2 separate regions of the Zea mays genome follow, and region 1 is linked to region 2. A link is a contact called in public Hi-C data. All regions are on one chromosome and are shown on one strand. Each heading gives the region's core, a stretch centred on a gene start, on an enhancer-like site or on the middle of the called end of the contact. The rest is flanking DNA. Distances are from core to core; before and after follow the strand shown.

Region 1 (3,977 bases), core at 520-3,019, 310 kb before region 2:
GCGCAGGGTCCCAGCGCGCGAGCTCGAGGAAGTGGCGGCCGTCCCTGGGATCGACTACGACGCGGAAGTCGTCGGGGAAGTCCTGGACGCGGTCGCGGAAGTCGTCGGGGAGGCCGAGCACAGCGCGGCAGTGGTGGAGCTTCGCGAGCGGCACGCGACGGTGGGCTGTGAGCATGAGGAGCTTCCTGACTGCGAGCACCCGCGAAGGGAGGAGGTCGTCGTGGATGCGGCGCTCTTCCTCGAGGAGCGAGCACATGAACGGCGTGAGCGCGAGGTGCGGAACGGAGTCCACGACTGGGAGGTGGAACAGCAGCGGGTGGCGCGTAGCGGAGCGCGACACTTTGCGGCCGCGGGGGAAGCCGAGCTCGCGGTACAGCTTTCCAGCCTCGGCAAGGGGGATCCGGTGCGGAGGCGGGAGGGAAGCCAGGAACGAGCGCGCCCGGTGGAGGAAGCGGAAGGCCGTATCGCGGTCGAGCACGGCGTCGAGGGCCGGAACGCGACGCGCGGCCTCCGGCTCGATAGGCGCGACCCGTGGGCTGTTGAGCTTCCTCAGGAGCTTCTTTCTCCGCTTGCAGGGGAGCAGTGGCAGGAGCGAGGCCGACGCTTCCGCGGCCGCTGCAGAAGACGCAGAGGTGGGCGCCGGCACGGGAGCTGGGGCAGGAAGGAGGAGCGTTCTCGTGGCACAGAAGAGGCGGCGCGCCATTGCTGGCGGTGGCGGCGGCGGCGGCGCGGTGAGTGATGACCACGTGAGACTAGTTGGGTTCAGTATTCACAGTCCAGGGTTTGATCAAATCAACACGCAAATTGGAAGGCACCGTAACCGTTCGATTACGGGGCCCGCCGCGCCACTCGACATCTCAACCCACACTGGCCCACTCCTGTCTTGAACATCTCCCGTCCCCATCGTCCTCGTCGCATCCAGCACTCTGCACTCATGCGTTTCCTCCCCTCCTAAGCCAAACCCCGAATCCTCCGTCGCCCAGCAGCCGCCGGTGACGGCGACGCTGGGCAATGGGGACTGAGGTAGCAGCCGTAGTGGATCTCCGGGCGCTGACACAGTCGGATCTCGTGGCCCTAGCTGCCGCATCGCCCTACGCCGTCGACTCCCGCCGGGGCCGGCGCCGGCGCCGCGATAGCGAGTTCCTCTCTCCCCCGAAGATCGACCGCGCCGTTTTCAACGAGAGCGCAGGTTCCCGCAAACAAACCTTCTCCCGTCGCCGCGTCGCCACCAACATATCCCACAAACTAACGCCCACCACCACCGGGGCCTCCTCCTTATCTACGCCAGCTGCCCCCACCGAGGAGGACCCCGACAACCGCCTCATTGTGTTCTACCTCCAACGCCTCTTCGCGCGTGACGACCCCTCGTACCCTGCTCCGCCTACGATTCCACCCCGACCGCAAACCCTAGCCGCGCCCGCGATAACAGCACCTGCACCGCCCGCGCCGTCTCTGCCGCCGCCGTCTGCTGCGGCGGCAGACCCCGATAGGGTAGTGCTGAATCCAAAGGGTTTGGTGGTTGACCTGGTGAGACTCGCCGATCTTGTGGATCCGTATGGGGAAGAGCTACGTCAGCGTACGGCAGGATTGGGGTCAGAGTCCGAGCTGCTGGGATTCATGAACGCGCTGGAAGGGCAATGGGGAAGCCGGAGGCGTCGGAGGAAGTTTGTGAATGCTGGCATGTTCGGTGACCACCTGCCCTGTGGGTGGAAACTGCTGCTTGGGCTCAAGCGAAAGGAGCGTGTCGCATGGATTAATTGCCGCCGTTATGTGAGGTCTGTTCCTGTACCCAGGCATACTTGTTTATTGTAGTATAGGCTTCAGTTGGTACGGTTTCAGTCTTTCAGAGTATGTATAATGATTCAGATTCTGTTTCAAACTGTCACGAAGTGATTATATGCATGTTTTTTCACAAGTTCCATAGTAGCCTCACAGTGCTTCTGTCATAGAAAGATTGTCTACTTACTCTTTAGCACTGAGTTGTCTTTCCCCAATAGGTCAGTAACCTAACTGAAACATGAAATTGAGATTAGGAGGATAGGACTTCTATATGAAATATGCTGCTCAGATCCGTGCCCTCAAGCGCTTAAACATATATACAATAGGCTTACAACATCGAGCTGCATATATCTGAACAACTATCATCTTCATCTGAGTTTGAGAAAATTAGGCTAATACCCAAACAAGCAAAATTAGTGAAATACCATCGCATCAAGATTCAAGACTGATGTTAGTGCCATCACAAATGCATGCAGTTATAAAAACATATCTTTTTCTGTGAAAATGTCTTTTTGTTTCCTTTTAACGATATGAATCACGTAATTTTGTAGTTGTTTGATGAAAAGCATAGCTGTTTGGCGTGTTGTAATCAGTGGTTGTTGTAGGGTTTCTTAACCCCTTGTTTCTCCTTAATATAAATGATACACAGCTCTCATGCGTATTCGAGAGAGAAAAAGCATAGCTGTGCCAAGTTTTTGCTAGGAGCCTAGAACAGTATGCCACTATAACATCTGCCTTTACAGTGGTTAATTTCCACAACACCTGGATATATGTACTTTTTGATTTGTTTCTTATTTCATTAGTAGCCTATAGCATTTGTCAAATTATTTTTCTACAGCTGTTATTCACCTGTGCTGAATTGCTTATATCATACTCAGCCCCAAAGGACATCAGTTTGCTACTTGCAAAGAAGTATCTTCCTACCTCTTGTCCCTTCTTGGATATCAGGAGGCAAAGCCAACTGCCTCTCAGATTAACAATGCAGGAGTGCATGACCTACATGTTAATGTAAGTTTTGATTATGCATTTTATTTGTGTGCTTGGGTTTTCATAGTTTAATTTAAAAGTACTTTTGATCAGTCTGTAGGTCTTCACCAGCAAACCATCTCAATTGAGGAAAAGCAAATTGCAGTGCCAGTTAATTCAGTTGCATTGTTTAATTCCTCTGGTGATTCTCATCAACAAAAACTTCAGAAGGATGAAGCTCCAATAGAAGTGAATGCAAAGGAGTGCCGGAAATGCAATTTGACGTTTCATGACCAGAGCGCCTATATGCAACATCAGTTGTCCTTTCACCAAAGGAAAGCTAAAAGGCGCAGGGTTAGTAAATCTGGAGAATTGGGTACCAACATAGATGGAAACTACGAGAAGACTCAGCAGAAGACCTCTGGAGAGGTATCTGGCAATTTTGGCCACAGCGCTGCAAATGTAAGGTATGAAGGTCTGAGTCCAGCAGAACTGTTAGATGGTCGACCATCCTTGATGGCAGTGCCATGTGGATCTCAGGAGATCACTATCTTGCCTCAACAGGGAAAAGAACCTTGTGTGTTGCCTCAACAGGGAAAAGAACCGTCTGTGTTGCCTCAACCGGGAAAAGAACCGTCTGTGTTGCCTCAACAGGGAAAAGAACCTTCTATGTTGCCTCAACAGGGGAAAGAACCTTCTGTGTTGCCTCAACAGGGAAAAGAACCTTCTGTGTTGCCTCAACAGGGAAAAGAACCTTCTGAGTTGCCTCAGCAGGGAAAAGAATCTTCAGGAGATATCTCTGTGAATCAGAAGGACCCTCTTAAGGAGATGAATGGCTTTCCTGAACAGGAAAAAGGACTTGTTGCTGGAGAACTTGTCTCTGCACATCATAAGGACCCTCTAATGGATATTACAGATGCATTTGAAATGATAAAAAAACATCCTGCCAGAGAGCCTTCCTCTGGGCATCATCTGGATACTGTCGACAATTCTGATGATCATAAAACCCACGATGAAGCATGTGACAATGTTGTAACTTCTCTTTCTATTGATGCTGAAAGGAAATTGGGTGTTTGCAACTCCATGAATGTTCATGAGAATATCAGCTTAAAAGATCCAGAACTTTCCAATGCAGATTATTCCCAAAAGTTCAATAGGTCTGATGAAACTTGTGATGTACATAAAGAGGTTTCTTCAACTGTGAATGATCCTGATGAAAGAAAATGCACAGA
Region 2 (3,609 bases), core at 990-3,489:
TGGTGACTGCTGCTTGCGGTTTTCATGTGAGCTTGTGGCCGTCACGTTGCGAGCTCGACGCAGTTCGCGCGCTCGGTAGGACGAGATTCGTGGGGCGGCCTGTCTCGCTGGTTGGCATGTCGGTGTCGCCATTGCTATTTTTTTTTAAAAAAACAATCAGCTGTCAATTATATTAAAATAGTTGATTGTTATGTGTTGCGACAGCAAACAATTATATTTAATACACATAAAAAATAAATTTAATATTAAAACGAACATATGATCTACATATTAAATACTAAACTGATAAATATATCAAATATTAAATTGATAATAACAAATAATACATTTTATCTTAGCCAAAAGGCCGAGAAAAATACAAATTAAAAAGGAGACCAATTTTTTTTATAGCTCGCTCGGTCGCTCGTCCTCTTCCAAGTAACGAGGTAGTACTACGTGGGATTGCGGCGCTTGGTTTTTCAATCGTGTTGTGATTAAGTGGTTTCTTACGGCATGTCTATGGTGTAGTGGACCATTAGTAGACGAGATGTAGAAAAGAGGAATAGACTTGCGCGCTTTGCACGGGACGAACGAATAACCTTAGATGGGATAATACAACGAGAGCTCAAAGGGTCTAACAACAGCACAACTAGCAAGAAAAGCGGGTTGCTATTGCCGACTGTCCGTGCGGCCGGCCGGAATCTTCCAACCTGGGCACAACCCAGCCTGATGGCCACGATGGTCACCGGAAACGCTGTGTGGACTCCATGATCGATCATGAACGCGGCAGAGTAGCCTGACTCTTTATACTATTCTCTATTTCAAACTATGTTTTATAAACATTGTATAACAGTATTTTGTACGGTTATTTACATGGTCTGTTGTCCATGTCTTGCAAGTAACACGAGCAACTTCATCCGTCTGCAGCTTTGCTGGTAATGGGTAACAATCTGGCCCCATATATTTTCCGGTTCTATTTGAGTAGGTTAGATTTTACTGGATTTACCCTGTGGATCAAGTTCAGCGTCACCAAGCAGTGAAACTCAAACTCTGGTTTTTGGAAGGGTTTGGTTAGATCATTAGGTGGGAGGTCACTAGAGTTCTCTTGCATCGATCAAGTTGACCATCGTGCACGTAGGATTATATATAGCTTTTATTGGAAGAATCTGGTTACATAGGCTGGAAATCGCTGGATTTATCATATGGATCAAAGTCACAAGAATACACAACTGCTAATAGGCCGTCGTATGTAAACGCGTTTTTCATAACAACTTAAGGCTATCTCTAGCAGATCCTCTGTCTCATCCTCTATTTTAAATTTTACTCTCTAAACAGTGTGAATAGTGTCATGTACAGTTTTGTGTCTCCTATTCTACTCTATTTACCGGAAACAGTCTAACAGTAACAGTATCAATAAGGAACCGTGGACTTGTAAGCCAAATATAGCCGGTCAATCTCTGTAAGAGAGAGGTGATAGAGAGGCAGAGATGTATTTAATATGATGTTGTGATTTATGCCTCATTTTTATCCCTAGGTGTAGGTTGCCACCGTTTCGGAGGTGGTTCAGCAGTATTGTGAGCCGTTTAGAGATGGCCCGAATATAAAAAATCTGAGCGCGGAACATGGGGGCCTCATTGATTAGTTTCAACAAGCTAATCATCCCGTTTCAAAGGCACTATTCTGGGCAACGAACCTTAGCTGGAGATGAGATGTACAAGTGGCCGCGCCAACGACATTATCAACGGCTACTCAAGCCGCATTGAAGTTTTATTTCCCCCCTTCAAATTCATAAAAAAATAGCGGCACAATTTCCTTATTCTGAATGGCAGTATTGTATAGACAGAAACAATATATGTGGGTGCCAAATGAGACCGTATATGGAGCTGATAATATTTGATGGGGCCTATTTTTTTAAAAGAGAGAGAGAGAGAACATTATAAATGGGTGGACCGTTGCCGCATTTCCCAAAATCCAAAAATACGTACGCACGACAAGACATACAGTGAGCGCCAGCTCACAACCGACCATGTCCATTGGGCGAAAATGGAGATGTAGCCAAACCCCATCTTCAGATTTTTTTATCATACTCGAAACAGGCTCTGGGCAAAATGTGACATCGCCGTCACGGACCGATCCAACGGCGGCTGATCTTCGAGGAAAGTAGCAGCTAAACCCCTGGCAGGACTAGTAATTACGCGTCGTAACCTCGGCTTCGACCTCTTTATAAGACGCGGCCCTCTACTGTCCCGGCACCGGGCACACACCATCACAGTACACACACACACACGCACACGCTCATCAAGCTTCTCTCTCGCCTACTCGGCTGCAATGGCGCGCTTCCAGCTCGCGGCCCTGGCCATGGCAATGCTCTTCGCCGCCGCGGCGGCGCAGGCCCCGGCCGCCACCCCGACGCCGGCTCCCAAGGCGTCTCCTCCCCCGCCGGCGACGCCGCCTCCGACGCCCGCGACCCCGCCGCCCGCCCCGGCGCCGGTGTCGCCGCCCGCCCAGCCTCCGGCCACGCCTCCCCCGGCCCCGGCGCCCGCTCCCAAGGCCCCCGCCCCCGCGCCCGAGGCCCTTGCCCCGGCGCCCAAGGCCGAGGCCCCGACCCCCGAGATGAGCTCCCCGCCGATGCCCACGGAGGGCCCCGCCCCGACGCCCTCCGCCGAGGTGCCCCCTGCCCCCAGCGCCGCCGCCGCCGTCTCCCCCGCCGCCGCCAAGTGGTTCGCCGCCGCTGCCGCCGTGGCCGCCGCCGCCGCCGCCTTCTACTGAGAGAAGGGAGATCTGCACTGCCCCGTGCTGTAATTTATTTGTTATCCGTGTTGAGCCGTTGATTCCTTCTTTTTTTTTCTTTTCACCATTTTTTTTCTTCCATCCGAATATCCATATTCCATTCGGCATTCGATTCAGTAGGACTGGCGGCATCTGTTCGTTCGTGTTGCTACAGTGTAGGACCGTGGCTCGGACAGATTGGTTGGGCTGGCTCGGTGGTGTTGTGCTCCGTTCATCCATTTGTATAATACCCTGTTGATTCTCTTTCGCAGCTACTGCTTACTACATTTTAGCTCGGTGATCGTATCAGATCGGATCAGATCTTGGAGAGTGCTCGTACTACTGAGTAGTAGACTGAGAGTAGTGCAGTGTTACTGTGGTGTAGAGCTCACCGTTGTTGCGCGATCTTGAGCTTGGGCTGCACACATACACACACACGAACGAACGTCGATGCAGAGAGACCAGGCCAGGCCAGGATCCATGGGCATGATGAGCTCGTGCTTGTAGATCGAGCTAGGGGTATGTGGCTTGTTCGCTGCGGCTTTAATCCAACTGCGGCTGCGGCTTCTACAGTATTTTGTCTCTAGGGATTGCAGCCGCAACAGTATTTTGCAGCTGCAACAGTGCTCTCTCTGTGGCAGCCGAACAAGCTGATGGATCTGGGCCACAGACGCAACAGCTGTCTGTGCGCCCTGGATCTGGTCGCGTCCCGCAAGCTGCCAGAGCCCATTATTATTATACGCACACCTCCCGCCCTCCCTATCCGGCGCGGTAGAGTAGAGTAAGAGTAGAGTAGGGCTGGACCAGCTGGCGGCAAATAGAAAACGGGGGTGGGCTCCGGCTGGGGCGGTGGGGGAACGG

Evidence for each region. Hi-C and Micro-C count contacts between places; a contact is called where the count stands out from the background.
Region 1: a contact with region 2 is called in a Hi-C map of endosperm, with 8 times the contacts expected there. The contact joins the promoter of LOC100279021 here to the promoter of LOC100275651 in region 2. A contact is called at or near these places in 3 of 25 Hi-C or Micro-C datasets (bundle sheath, endosperm and leaf).

The regions. Positions count from the first base shown.
Region 1 is chr2:193,350,442-193,354,418 of Zm-B73-REFERENCE-NAM-5.0, reverse strand. LOC100279021 reads right to left here and starts at 1,769. Exons shown (of 3, transcript XM_035965424.1): 1 at 1-1,769. The coding sequence starts at 703. It overlaps mbd117 (methyl binding domain 117), which reads left to right and starts at 1,012. Exons shown (of 4, transcript NM_001130128.1): 1 at 1,012-1,775; 2 at 2,658-2,787; 3 at 2,860-3,977. The coding sequence starts at 1,012.
Region 2 is chr2:193,039,173-193,042,781 of Zm-B73-REFERENCE-NAM-5.0, reverse strand. LOC100275651 reads left to right here and starts at 2,239. Exons shown (of 1, transcript NM_001367826.1): 1 at 2,239-3,019. The coding sequence starts at 2,308. The coding sequence ends at 2,748. It also overlaps the pseudogene LOC111590980.